Linked DNA regions of Pan troglodytes: all the other regions are linked to region 2. Evidence: chromatin contacts called from public Hi-C and HiChIP or PLAC-seq data. All regions are on one chromosome and are shown on one strand. The core of a region is the stretch at or near the end of the contact, and the rest is flanking DNA. Distances in the headings are between cores, read along the strand shown.

The links. A called contact is a pair of places that touch in the nucleus more often than the background predicts. HiChIP or PLAC-seq counts read pairs in DNA pulled down with a chosen protein or histone mark.
Region 1: a contact with region 2 is called in a Hi-C map of induced pluripotent stem cells, with 8 times the contacts expected there. The contact joins the enhancer-like site here to the promoter of C2AH2orf50 in region 2. A contact is called at or near these places in 5 of 7 Hi-C or Micro-C datasets (blood, induced pluripotent stem cells, a lymphoblastoid cell line and 1 more) and 1 of 1 other capture datasets (stem cell-derived neural stem cells).
Region 3: a contact with region 2 is called in an H3K4me3 HiChIP or PLAC-seq map of stem cell-derived excitatory neurons, with 7 times the contacts expected there. The contact joins the promoter of E2F6 here to the promoter of C2AH2orf50 in region 2. A contact is called at or near these places in 2 of 7 Hi-C or Micro-C datasets (induced pluripotent stem cells and stem cell-derived neural progenitor cells) and 1 of 1 datasets of contacts at active chromatin or transcription factors (stem cell-derived excitatory neurons).

Annotation. Positions count from the first base shown.
Region 1 is chr12:112,028,312-112,032,776 of NHGRI_mPanTro3-v2.0_pri, reverse strand. No RefSeq gene overlaps it. Among named protein-coding and RNA genes, the nearest start is that of PDIA6, 23 kb to the left of the region's middle. Within about 2 kb of position 1,651, at least 4 of the 24 cell types and tissues checked have an H3K27ac peak or open chromatin away from gene starts, as enhancers often do. A contact at or near this core is called in induced pluripotent stem cells, where this site is marked.
Region 2 is chr12:111,740,929-111,745,991 of NHGRI_mPanTro3-v2.0_pri, reverse strand. It overlaps C2AH2orf50 (chromosome 2A C2orf50 homolog), which reads left to right and starts at 2,197. Exons shown (of 4, transcript XM_016947175.4): 1 at 2,197-3,556. The coding sequence starts at 3,300. It also overlaps the pseudogene LOC129143205.
Region 3 is chr12:111,408,770-111,413,394 of NHGRI_mPanTro3-v2.0_pri, reverse strand. E2F6 (E2F transcription factor 6) reads right to left here and starts at 2,795. Exons shown (of 7, transcript NM_001242344.2): 1 at 2,406-2,795. The coding sequence starts at 2,513.

The DNA.
Region 1 (4,465 bases), core at 402-2,901, 290 kb before region 2:
AAGGTTAAATGACATCCCCAGGGCTGGAAGCCATCAAGTGTCTGGAAGTGGAGCTTGGAGCTTGAGGTGCCAAGACCCTGAAGTGGCAGCCAGTGTCTGGTTATTGGAAGCCCCAGACGTTGGTTTAGAGAAATCTTTGCCTCCTCCCAGGTCCCACCAGTGCTCTCTGTGTTTCTCTTATCTTTGGATGTTGCCACATGGAAGCAGAATTCTAAAATAATTTCCTCTCCCTTCCCCCATCCCCAGACTTCTGAAGAAGATTTAGACTGGGCATTAGGTGTTTTCTAAATACTGTTGCAAAGTCCCAACAGCTTCTACAGTGAGAGCAACGCAGATCTGGGGAAAGATCCCAGTGCATTTGTATCTTTCTTTGGGGCCTCAGCAGCAGCTGCATGATTTCAAAAGGAGGCAGTGCCTCACTCTCCTTTCAGGCTGCGCTTCTGAGCAGAGACAAAAAAGGGAACCTCTCAGGCTGGATCAAAGGTGAGCCTCTTTCTATGTGGGCCACGGATGCTGCCTGCAGCAGTGTGCTTTGGAGAGAAAGACCCTCTCTGTGGAGAGGGAACATTCTGGACACGTGTGCCCTTCTCCTGTGAGGCTTCCCTCCCTCCCTGGGGCTGGCCACCCTCCCTCCCTCCTTCCACGGAGGCCTGGCCTCTCTGTGGCACTGCCCCTCACCCCTCTGGGCTGCAGTGACTCCCAGAGGTGGGATCTCATTGGTCCCTGAGCGCCTGGCAGGACTGACAGGGTGCTTAGTAAACCCTTGTGGCCTGGATGCAGGCCGAGGCTCCTGTGGCCTGGGAGGGTCCAGGTCCTTCTTTGTTATGAACACTAAGAGGCAGGTCTCCTCCCTTCCCTGCCTCAGACACACAGGGGACACTTGATGTGTTTGTGGAGTGAACTAATTTCTCCCCCCCGACCCCCCTTCCTTCCTTCCTTCCTTCCATTCTTTCTTTTGACAGAGTCTGCTCTGTTGCCCAGGATGGAGTGCAGTGGTGTGATCTTAGCTCACCGCAACCTCCACCTCCCAAGTTCAAGAGATTCTCTTGCCTCAGCCTCCTTAGTAGCTGGGATTACAGGCACGCACCACCATGTCTGGCTAATTTTTTGTATTTTTAGTAGAGACAGGGTTTCACCATGTTGGCCAGGCTGGTCTCGAACTCCTGATCTCAAGCAATCCACCTGCCTCGGCCTCCCAAAGTGCTGGGATTACAGGCATGAGCCACTGTGTCTGGCCTAGAGTGAACTAATTTCATAGCGTGGGTTGATGAGCATGAACACGTGGGGAGGGCCTACAGCAAGGAGCAGCACCAGCGCCTGTGTGTGTACTGTGGCCGCTGCTCGGCCCCGGGCGTTGCACTTTACCTGAACCGTCCTTTCAGGCCTCCCAAGCCATCTGCAGGAAGTGCTGTTTCCATCCCAGGCCTGAGATGGTGGAAAGGCTGGGGACTCCAGGGACACAGGGCTGGCAGGCGGGTGAGGTGGGCGGGTACCCCCGGCAGTCGGGCTCCGGAGCCCGCCTTCTGGACCAGGCCGCTGGCAGTGAGCCAGCCGGGTTCCGTTTCCATCGCGGGCCTTATCCGGGGCGTATTCCTTCCAGGTGCGGCCTCCGGGGAAGCCCAGTTCCCAGCCTGGAGGTGACGAGGCCTGCGCACCCACCAGGGGTCGCTGCAGGCAAGAGCTGGAGGCCTGAAGGCAGGTGGGGCTCAGGGAGCCGGCCCGGCACACTCGGATACACAGCTTCAGGTGTGCCAGACCGGGACGATGTTTTAATAAAAGTAAAGCAGACATCTCCGACCCACGAGGAAACCCAGCCTGGGTTTGGATCCACCTCTGAGCTCCACCTTCACTCAGCTGCCAAATGGAGACAGTGACTGTGGCCCTGTCTCCCTCATGGGACCGCCAGGGGATCCTATGAAATCACAATGCTTAGAGAGGGGGCCGGGCGCGGTGGCTCACGTCTGTAACCCAGCACTTTAGGAGACCGAGGCGGGCGGATCATTTGAGGTCAGGAGTTCGAGACCTGCCTGGGCAACATAGTGAAATCCCGTCTCTACTAAAAATACAATAATAAGCTGGGCGTGGTGGCGGGCGCCTGTAATCCCAGCTACTCGGGAGGCTGAGTCAAGAGAATCACTTGAACCCGGGAAGCAGAGTTTGTAGTGAGCCAAGATCGAGCCACACTGCACTCCATCCTGGACAACAGGGCAAGACTCTGTCTCAAAAAAAAAAAAATGCTTTCAGACCATGGAGTACCTTGGTACCTGAGATGATCCTATTGGCCCCACTAGGTGCCCGTGGGGGTGCCACCACCAGTGATGAAGGGGAAGGGGGATCAACCCCTACTTTTCCGAGGGTCTTTCCCACGTAAGAAATACAAGCTGAATCTTCCTGAAATTCAGCCACAGATCCCACACTCCCTTAAGGCACACTAAGGTCCTACGATGGCCTGCTGCAGACACTGGCAACGTCAGGCCTGGAGCATCCTTGTCTAGGATGGGTCTGGGGCTTTGGGCTCTGTGGTGTTATTTTATTATTTATTTATTTATGTATCTATTTTTAGAGACGGAGTCTCACAAAGTTGCCCAGGCTGATCTCGAATTCCTGAACTAAAGCAGTCAGCCCGCTGTGGCCTCTCAAAGTGCTGAGATTAAAGGCATGAGCCACTATGCCCGGCCTTCTGTGGTTTTAAATGAAACTTTTGCAGGCTTTTTTTTTTTTAATTAAGAGATCATTCTCATGCCATAGAATTCACTCTTTTAAATTGTCCAATTTGGTTGTTGTTAGTGTATTCACAAGTTGGTGTAACCCCCTCCAGCAATTCCAGAACACTTCATCAGTCACCTCAAAAAGAAACCTGTGCCAATCTTCCCCTTCCCTTAGCCCCTGGAAACCACTGATCTACTTAACCTTTTCTTTATATTGTGTCTTTTCATTGCCACTTGTGTTCTATGGGGATTAAAAAAAAAATAGATGGCTTACTTCATGTGAGCAGGAAGGGACCTGTGTCTCAGGGTAGCAGACAGGGTTATGGGGACTCCTTGGGGTTAGAACGTGGGGTCCCATGCCTCAACCCTCTCTGATGAGCTGTGTGAGCACAGAGGAATGAGAACATCTTTCTGGCTTTTTGTCTTCTCATTCTGTTTCATTCTCATTCATGATGGTTAATAGTGATGATACTTGTCCCACTTACAGCAAGGAAATCCCACCTCTCCTAAACAACAGAACCCCAAATCTGCCTGGGCTTGATGCTGGGAGGAGAAGCTTCCATGGGCAGCAGGATCAAGGAGCTGGCTCTGTCCCTGCCTCTGTTCTCACTGTCACCCCTCTCTGTTTCCCATGAGTGCGGCCCCCAGCAAGCTGGGCCTGTGTGCTGCTCCCATGGTGGCCACGGCCCCCTTACCCAGGACACCACCAGCCCAGCAGGGAGGGGCTGACATCCTCACAAAGACTTACTAAATATTCAAGGAGGCGATGGGGAAAAGAGAGCACGAAACACAGCATTTAGTTCCCTGAAGTATTAGAAGCAGTTTGCAAAGATGCACTCAATATGACAAGATTAAAAAACATACGTGAGGAAATCAGAGAGGAATAAAAATGAGGGGGAGAAAAAAATAAGATGAAGCCAGGGAGAGGTTGGTATGGAAACTCCAGATGGTGATTTAAGGAGCACTTATGCAGCACACTTACCACGATCCGAGCGCCATGCAAGTATCATCAACTCATTTGATCCTCGGGACACTTTGGAGGCAGGGGCTGTGATTATCCTCATTTTGCAGTCAGAAAAACCCAGGCACAGAATTGCGGCTTGTTCAGGGGCTCCAAGCTTCTAGGTGGCAGAGCTGGGTCTCAAGCCTGGGCAGCCTGGTGTGCAAGTTCATGCCACCCCTGCTGCTTTTTCATGATATCACATGAACGCACTGGGGGTGGGCAGGGGAGCCCGGGCATGAGCAGAATAAGCAGGGAATATCTTTGTCATCTTGGATCTTGTTCCAGAAATCATAGGTATTTTGCATTTTTCCCCATGATGTTTCTATATTTGTGCAAGTGTGTTGAAAATTAGATGTGTGTGTGTGTGCGCGCGCACTCTGTCTGAGCTTCAGCTGAGGCCCTAAGGGGTTCTGAAGAAAGCACAAGGTGTCAGGTAGCTCATCTCTGCCTGGGCGGTTGAGAGCTGTTCTGCCAGCATGGGCCCTCACCCAGTCCAGGGAGAATAAGGCAGGGTGAGAGTTTGGGGAGCTTGAGGAGGCTGGTGCAGGGACTGCTCCGGAGAGGCTGCCTGTGCACTAGTCTCTCCCAAGTCTGGGGGAGGCATTTGAGGGAACTGTCTGGATAGTTGTGTGTGTCTTTGGAATTGGAGGGACCCAGGGATTGGTGTCTGAGCCCCTAGAAAATTCTCATGATGAGAGAATGTTGGCTAAAAGGCCGGCGTTGGGCGCATCCTTCATTCATTCATATGACCCTC
Region 2 (5,063 bases), core at 948-3,447:
CCTACAGGAAGTGGGCGGGGCTGGCTCGCAGGGCGGAGCCTTGCCTCGCTCTGTGCATCGCAGGTGTGCTTGCTCCCGGGCTGGTGGGGCCACCCTGTGGCTGCCTGGGCTGGAACGTTCTGCCTCGCCCAGCTGAAGGCCCTAAACTTGCTACGCCTTTTGGGGTGAGGAAAACCCAATAAAAGACAACTCCAGCAACCTCCCAAACGCAGGGATTCTTGTGCTCCCCTGGAAAGTCTCAGATAAAGTTAGACCACAAAATGTGGGGTGTGCCCTGAGCCCTCGCTCAAGGGCACAGAGCAAGTCACTGGCAGAGCAGGGACTGGAACCCGGTGTCCTGATCCCCAGGTGAGGCCAGCCTCAGAGCTGGCGGGAGGGGCAGGGCGGGGTTGGTCCTCCCAGGCTGGGGCGCAGTGAGGCTCACCCAGAGTGAATTTGGATGTTTTTCCAGGCAGAAGGACATGTAAAAAGAGACTGGCAGTGACTGACCTGGACTGGCAGGTGAGTTTTTTTTTCCCCCTCAACATTTTATTTTGAAATTTTTCGGACATACAGAAAAGTTGAAAGAATGGTAGGGCAGACACCCAACATATGTCCACCCATACGCCCACCACCTAGATTCTGCAGTTACGTTGTATTGTATTTGCTTTGTCACACATCAGTCCAGCCCTCTATCAACTCTCGGTCTGAAATGGTTTTTAAATTAAATTTTAATTTTTAAAAACCAACCTCCAGCCGGGCGCGGTGGCTCACACCTGTGATCCCAGCGCTTTAGGAAGCCAAGGCAGGTGGATCAACTGAGGTCAGGAGTTCGAGATCAGCCTGGCCAACATGGTGAGACCCTGTCTCTACTAAAAATACAAAAGAAATTAGCTGGGTGTGGCGGTGCACACCTGTATTTCCAGCTACTCGGGAAGCTGAGGCAGGAGAATCGCTTGAACCTGGGAGGCAGAGGTTGCAGTGAGCCAAGATCATACCACTGCACTCCAGCCCCAGCAACAGAGTGAGACTCCGTCTCAAAAAAAAAAAAATCCGTTGAACTATTCAGCCTCTACATACATCAGGAACTCAATCAGTTGTGATGGTTTGTCACAGATGCCCTTGCTGGCCTTTTTTGCCCTGGTCCCTGTGTCTGGAGCCTGTGGCCAGGGCTGGAGGTATCTGAGCAAACTGCATGGCTGTTCCCAGCTGCTCAGCGCCACAGCCTGCGGTCAGCCTGACAAAGCCTCCCAGGACACACAGCAAGGACCCTCCAGGACACACCGTCCTCTCTAAAGACACTCACGGGATGCCTTCTGGGGGTTCAGGGAAGCCAGAACCACTGTTCCTTGGGCATGGCAGGAACCTGTCGTCCCAGTGCAGGGAGCACAGACACCTCCACGAAAACAGCACTCAGAAAAGCCTGACCCAGGGTCCTAGCTCACAGCGGCCCACCCCGCCGCACTCCTGCTGTGCTCATCTTTACCAGGAAAATTTAAGTCACTAGATGCCACCCTGTGTCATCCCAGCTCCGAGGGGAGGAACAGAGGAGAGACAGAGTCCCAGGCCTGCAGCTCTGATTTTAGACTAATGTTTTTCCAAAAGGCCCCATCCCTCAGCTCCGTCCTCATGCAAGTGTGGGAAGACGAAGCTGGCAGCTCTTTCTGACCTGGCTCTCAGCCCTGTCTTCTCCATGCCAGCCCTCCGCCCGAGCCCAGTAGGGGCTTCGTTGCCACTGCTCACCCACACCACGCCATGGCAATGGCGACCTCACCTGTTTTTTGCCCCTGTCCTGATGGTTCTGTTCCCTGCAGCTCCCTTGGGGCTCACAGCCCATCGGTATCTCCCCACTGGGTGCAGGATACCGTGGAAAATACTCCGGGGCCTGCCCCCATGTGCCCTGCCACCCCCGTCCTTGTCTCCTCCCCCACATCTCCCAAAATACCAGGCTCTCTCTTGCATCCAAGCTTTTGTGGTCACCCCAGTTTTTCTACCTGGCAAGTCCTTTCACCTGTGAAGTCCCAACTCCTTGCTGCCTCCCTCATAGAAGTAGAATCCAGCAGGGGCACACAGGACTGGCCACAGTGCGAACTCAGTGGTTCACTGGCTGCCCTGCTGCCTTGCACCCCAGGCACTCTGCGCAGGCCTCTATTCATCAGGGCTTTGTATGCACTTAGCTCTTCCCGTACAAAGATAGGAAGCAGCGGGCCAGCTGAATGGACCCACAGAGAAGCTGCGTGGAAGGAACTGTGAATCTGCCAGCACCTACCGGAACAGCACGAAACCCAGAGAACCGGAAGCAGAGAGTGCAGGAGGCAGAAGTGATGAGAGCAGCGGGCGTCCATGGAGCTCAGCTGAGCCAGACCAGGAGAGGCTGCCACGGAGGGAGCCTGGTTGCACCCAGTTAGAGCAGAAACAGGGCTGAGGGCTCGGACCATAAGCCCTCAGATTCTCACTGTTCCTTTCAGCTGGTGACTGACTGTGTGACCGTGGGCGGTCACCTAATCTTGCCGGTAAGGGCCTCAGTTTCCTCATCTGTAGAATGGCGTTGGAAAGGCATGGCTGGGAGGTCTCAGATAAAGCAGAGTGCTGTGTGAACGCTCTGGGTTTGCAGACAGAGTGGATGTTCCTAGTGCATTGCACTCATTTTCCCTCGCCCAACATAAGCTCATGACCTCCGCCATCGTTCCCAAACAAGCAGGAAGCTTCACACTGATGCCTGATCCACAATTCCCAAAGCGCCTTCAGGGCCACCATCTCTTGCGAGCCTCGCAGCATCCACGAGGGGGCAGCACAGGACTAACATCGCCCCACGGCCTGACGGGCTGCCGGAAGCAAGTGCAATAATGGTGGGGGTGGCCCCCAGGAGCCCCAGCTTTGCTCCCTCCCACTCCCCCACCCTGTGCGGAGGACTCCGGCCTTGGGGTAGGGGGCTGCTGAACTGGGCGTGGCATCTAGTCAGGAACTCTCTGCCCCCCAGCCCTAGGGCTCAGATCACACACACACACACACACACACACACACACACACACACACACACGGGGCCCGCCCCTTTCCTAGGAGCTGTCCGTTTCCAGGACAACAGTCAACACAGGCGGGAGTTCAAAACGAAACTGGGCTCAAATGCTCTCCCCAGCCCGGAGAGCCCTGTCCCCATCCGCCACTCTGAGCTCGAGGCCTAAAGGGACAGTGAGGAGGACCCTGCCCAGGCTCTCCCGGGGTTAGGAGGGACAGAGTGTTCCAGGAGGAGGTTTGAGCTGAGCTCAGGCACAGGTCTCTCTCTCTTGCTCTCTGACACAAGCACACACACACTTGCACCCATGGGGAGCCACCCCACCCCTGGGCTCCAGAGAACCACATCAGCTGGGTACCGATTGCCCCCCACCAGGCCGCCAGCCTCGGTCTCCCCAGCTGCCCGGGGTGGCCCTATGGCCAGCAGGGGTCTTGCTGGTGGCTGCCAGGCCCCCCAGGCTCTGAAGGCGCAGCGGGTGGCTCAGGGAGCTGCCTGCGATGGCGTGCAGCAGGACCAGCTGTGGCGGGAGCTCCTGGAGGCCGAGCGGCGGGGCCAGCAGCGCTGGTGAGTCCCTGCCCTCCCTTTTCCACCCTGACTCCGCAGCCTGACTACAAGTTGGGGAAGGTTTTGGAGAAAGGGAGATGGGAGAGCAAATGATCCGGCTGAGGGACAGAGGGCATGGCATGCCCGGGGGAAGGTGGGTCACCAGCCCAGCCCAGAGCCAGACCCGAGCCTGAGCCTAAGAAGCGAGGAAGATGGAAGCCAGGACCAGATGCCGCTGGGTCAGAGCAGCCCCACCTCGTTCATTCCGACTGCAACGCGGCCGGTAATCCCTTGAGCTGGAGCCTGCTGGCCTAGTCTGGGTGAGAGGAGCTGGCCGTCTGACCTGACTCGGGGAAAGGATGCTCCTTCATGCATTCATTCAACCAAAAATACCCATGAGCCGCTCTGAAACGAGACCAGACTGCAACAAGGGACTAGACAGACCTGGCCATGGCTCCACCGAGCCTTCATACTCAGGACAGGGCAGCCAAAAAGCAAGCAGAGAAGCAAAAAAGTACAAATCTGTATGAAGTGTGACCAGCGGTAAGAAGGAAACAGTTCAGGGTCGGGGGCAGAGCCGGCCGAAGGCCTCTCTGAGGAGGAGACATTTAAGCTGAGACATGAAATAGGAGAAGGAGCCAAGAGTTTGATGTATCTAAAAAACAAAACAAAGAATTGGTGTAGCTGAGGCACAGGGAGTGAGGAAGGCCACAGGATGAGGGGGAGCAGCGGGGGCCACCCCAGCCCTTATGAAAGTCTGGATGCATTTTTTCCAAAGGAGACACCATCCAGGATTTTAAGCGGGAACATGGCATGATCTCAATTACATTTTTAAGTGAGCAGCCTGATAGATTCTAGGATGCATTCATCTTGCACCACTGAAACTTCATACCCGTTGATTAGCAACGCCCCATTCCCCCTCCTCCCAGCCTCTGGCACCCACCATTCTAGTCTTTGCTTCCAGGAGTCTATTTTCAGTGCCTCATAGAAGTGGAATTGTGCAATATTTGACTTTCCATTTCTGTCTTGTTAGCTTAGCATCCTGTCCTCCAGGTTCATCCATCTTGTCGCATATCGCAGAATTTCCTCCCATTTTAAGGGTGAATGTATATATGTGTGCAGTTTCTTTATTCGTTTGTCAATGGACTTTTAGGTTGCTTCCACATTTGACTATTATGTGTAGTGCTACAATGGACATGGGAGTGATTTCAGTTCTTTTGGAGAAATTCTCAAAAATGGATATCTTAGTCCATTTTGCATTGCTGTCAAGGAACACCTGAGGCTGGGTAATTTATAAAGAGGTTTATTTGGCTCACAGTTCTGCAGGCTGTACGAGCATAGTCCTGGAATCCACTTGGCTTCTGGTAAGGGCCTCAGGAATCTTACAATAATGGCAGAAGGTGAAAGAGGAGCAGGCATGTCACATGGTAAGAGGGACCAAGAGACAGAGAGAGAGGAGGTGTCAGGTTCTTTTTAACAACCAGCTCTCTCCTGTGAACTAATAGAGCAAGAGCTCATTGATTACCGC
Region 3 (4,625 bases), core at 1,546-4,045, 330 kb after region 2:
ACTATAAGAAAACAGTAACTAATACATGTAAATACAAAATATGTGTCCATCAACTGTTTACGGTATCAGTAAGGCTTCCAGCAAACAGTAAAGTTTTGGGGGAATCAAAGTTATATTCAGATTTTGAATTTCATGGGATTTGGTGCCCCAATCCCTGAGTCGTTCAACAATCAAATGTAGATGGTAACAGAAGTCATGGGAGGAGTGAATCAACTCCCCTAAGAAGAATGTGTAGAGACGGTAGAAGAGAACCCTGAATAATACCAACATGTGGCCAGCTGCAGAGGCTCACGCCTGTAATCCCAGCACTTTGGGGAGCTGAGGTGAGAGGACTGCTTGAGCCCAGGAGTTCAAGACCAGCCTGGGCCCCATAGGAAGACTCCCATCTCTAAAAATAAAAATAATTAGCCAGGTGTGGTGGCATGTGCCTGTGGTCTCAGCTACTTGGGAGTTGGAGGCAGAAGGATCACTTGAGCCTGGGAGGTAAGGCTGCAGTGAGCCATGATGTGCCACTGCACTCCAGCCAGGGTGACAGAGAGAGATCCTGTACGGGGGCGGGTGGGGGGGGGAACAAAAACAAAAACAAAAAAACAAATCAACATGAAGGAATGGGAAGAGGATGAGGACAAGGAGAAGCCAGAGAAGCAGATGGAGCATCAAACGTCAAGGAAGCTCAAGGGAGGGTTTCTAACACGAGTGTTGTAGTCAAAACTACAACAGCTGCTGGAATTGACGAGCTTGTCGGTGACCTTGGTTAGAACGGTCTTACAAGTGTGCTTAGGATAGGGGTCCCCAGCAGTGGGTTGGCTGGTAATAAGAGGCCATCAAGTGGAAACAGTGAGTGTAAATAACTTTTTCAAGAAGTTTAGCTGTGAAAGCACTTTGGGAGGCTGAGGCGGGTGGATCATGAGGTCAGGAGATTGAGACCATCCTGGCTTACACGGTGAAACCCCATCTCTACTAAAAATACAAAAAAAAATTAGCCGTGCGTGGTGGCGGGTGCCTGTAGTCCCAGCCACTCAGGAGGCTGAGGCAGGAGAATGGCGTGAACTCGGGAGGCGGAGCTTGCAGTGAACCGAGATCAGGCCACTGCACTCCAGCCTGGGTGACAGAGCAAGACTCCGTCACCAAAAAAAAAAAAAAAAAAAAAAAAAGTTTAGCTGTGAAGAGGAAGAGAGACAGTAGATGGGAGGGGATATGGAATCAAGGGAGAGATCTTTTAAGATGGGGATGGATTTAGAATGCGGTTTTAGTAGTCAAGAATTTATCATCTGGAGTTAGACATTTGGAGCTTCAACCCAAGTTTCTACACTTATTATCCAGCCACAGGCAAGCCGGCGTTACATGCATCTCCAAGTCTGTTTTGGCAACCGTGAAACAAGAATATTAATCTTTTAGTATTATAAAACACTGCTGTGAGAAATGAGAAATTAAATGAGGCAATAATCACAAACTATTTGGTAGGGGGACCAGGCATAATGACTTGGGAAAATGTTTAATTACTACTAGTTATAGAAAGAAAGCAGCAGAGAAACTGAAAATATGGGGAGAGGTCGGGCTCGGTGGATCACCTGAGGTCGTCAGGAGTTCGAGACCAGCCTGGCCAACACGGCGAAATCCCGTCTCTACTAAAAATACAAAATTAGCTGGGTGTGGTGGCGCATGCCTGTGATCCCAGCTACATGGGAGGCTGAAGCAGGAGAATCTCTTGAACCTGGGAGGTGGGGGTTGCAGTGAGCTGAGATTGCGCCACTGCACTCCAGCCTGGGGAACAAAAGTAAAACTCAATCTCAAAAAAAAAAAAAAGAAAAGAAAAAGAAAAAGAAAAGAAAAAAAAAAGAAAGAAAAGAAAAAGAAAATGCATTTGTTGAAGGCCCTGATAACCGCGGGGAATACAGCATCTGGTCCTGAACAAGAGAAGAAATCAGCCTTTGCAGGAAAGGCAGCCAAATTTCCTAACCATTTTCTCTGTCAAACAGGTGGGGAGATAATTTGATGAATGGGAGCTGTGGCGTGGGAAATATAAAGCGTGGACAAGGTTTTAAACGGCTGCAGTAGAGCAGAAGGTTGGGAGAGGAGGCAGAAGAACAAATGATAGGTTGCAGAGATACAGCTAGAGTCCATAGAAGGAGATAAACATGGACTCTCTAATGCAAAGTTGAGCAATTTTCTCCAACAGTGCTCTGAAGTTCCGATGTAAAAGCCCAGAAGACTGATACCACGTCTGTGAGCAGATGCTGAAAGCAGAAGGCGGGAGAGCGCAGTTCGCAGCACGTGATGGGCAGCGCCTGGCCCAGGGGGAGCAGACGACCCAGACGACGGCCAGCGGGGTTGGCGGCGGCGCGGGGAGGAGGGGGCCGGATTTGGGAGACCACCGCCCGTCCCCGTCCCGTCCCGGAGCTTACCAGCAGGCCCTCCACGTTGATGGGGTCTCGGCACCGACGGCGAACCGTCTCCTCCGTCGGGTCCAGGAGGAGACTGGGTAACTTCCTCGCCGGCCGCTGCTGACTCATGCTGCCCGGCCGGGCGTCCTGCTCCCCTCGCACCCCACGAGCTCTCCCGCCCTCTCGCGCTCAGCTCGAGCACCGCCCCCCACGCGCCGATTTCCAAGGGCCCAGCACCTAAGGGGTCCGCGGCTTCCTCCGAGGCGCCGCCCGGCTAGGCCGTCCCGCCCGCCAGTAAACGCGGCACGGCCTCACGTGCCCGGGAGCTCCCGACGCAGACGGAAAAGGAGGAGGGAGACCCGCGGATCTCAAGTCGCCCGGCCCGCCATCTTCCCGCATGCGCAGTGCGCCGCCCCCCTCTGCGCATGCCCGCCGCTGCCGGAGCGCTCCCACGCACCGATCCTCTCCCGGCGGCTGCCGCCCGGGAAACCCGGACCGCGGAATCCACGGAGAGGCTGGCAAAGGAAAAGGAAGAGGTGGAGCCGAATTCCAGAGGAAGGGAACAGGGGTGAGAGAAAAGAGGCAACCGGGAAAACGCAGCGCTCGCCTGGAATTCTCGACGGTGATAACTGAAAGTTCTGAGGTGATAACTGAAAGTTCTGAGCCGCAGAGATGTTCATTTATTCCTTTTTTTAATTTTAATTTTTTTTTTGGTCGCCCAGGCTGGAGTGCAGTGGCGTGGTCAGGGCTCACTGCAGCCTTGAATTCCCAGGCTCAAGCGATCCTCCACCTCAGCCTCCCAAGTAGCTGGGACTACATGCGCGCGCCACTGCGCCTGGCTAATTTTTAATTTTAATTTTAGTAGAGACAGGGTCTCAGTATATTGCCCCGGCTGGTCTTGAACTCTGGGGCTCAAGCCATCCTCCCACCTTGGCCTCTCAAGTGCTGGGATTATAGGCGTGAGCTACCACACCCAGCCTTCATTTATTCGTGAGCTCTGTTAGCGCATCTTACAGGCAGGTCAGTGTTGATGCTTAGTAAATGTGAGCAACCACACCATTGTGGAATCGTTTTACCTCTGCCTGCCCGCCTGCCCGCCCGCCCGCCTTCCTTTCTTCCTTCCTTCCTTCCTTCCTTCCTTCTTCCTTCCTTCCTTCCTTCCTCCTTCCTGTTTGACGAATGAGTTATCGTTGACCTATAGTGTCAGATATTGGGGTGGGCACAGGCGATACTTATTCATTTGAATATGCCACGGGTTCAACCTCCAATTTCAGTGGGGACAGATAAGTAAACAGAGCATGTTAATTAAGCTGGAGCCAGAAGGTGTGTTTTCAAGTCCTGGCTCCCTCTACGTATAAACTAGAAGACCTTATTAAGCCAGTTACTTAATCTGTCTGTGCCTCAGTTTCCTTATTTGGAAAATGCAAATAATGACAATACTTACCTGATAAGGTTGTTGTGAGGATTAAATGGATTAATGGATACAGGTTGCTGTGATTAGAACAGAGGCCAGCACATGTTTGAAATAAAAAGGCAACACACCGTGGTATGTACAGAGTTGGAGGGAAACAACTGGTTAGACTGGGGGTTTCTACACAGCCTGAGGTGGGCGAGGTGAGGCAGGGAAAAATCCCCGAAGAAGCTGGTTCCCCACTAGACTGTGAGGTCAGAGGCCTTCTCTAATCTTTTTTTTTTTTTTCTGTCACCCAGGCTGGAGGGCAGTGTCACGGTCATAATTCACTGTAGCGTCAAACTCCTGGCCTCAAGTGATCTCCCAGCTAAGACTCCCAAGTAGCTGAGAGTACAGGTGCATGCCACCATGCCTGGCTAATTTTTTTTTATGTTTTATTTTATTTTATTTTTTGAACTCCTTACCTTAAGCAATCCTCCTGCCTCAGCCTCCCAAGGTGCTGGAGTTACAGGCGTGAGACACCCATGCCTGGCTTCTAATCTTTGTATCTCTATCATCTAGCACAGTGTCTGGCAAATAAAACATGCTCTATTAATGTTTGCTAAATAAACGATGAGAAAAAAAGAGAACGTAGCGGAGGTCTCGAGAAGACTGCATATTGTTGCAGAATGGAGAATTTCCCAGAGCCGTTAGAAATGGCCATTTGAAGGCATTTATTCAGCATCTGCTATGTGTTTGGCATTCCACATACATTTGCTTATGTAAATCTCATATCAAAACTGAAAGATAGGTATTTTTCTGCCCAATTTGCAGATCAGCAAAATTAAGAT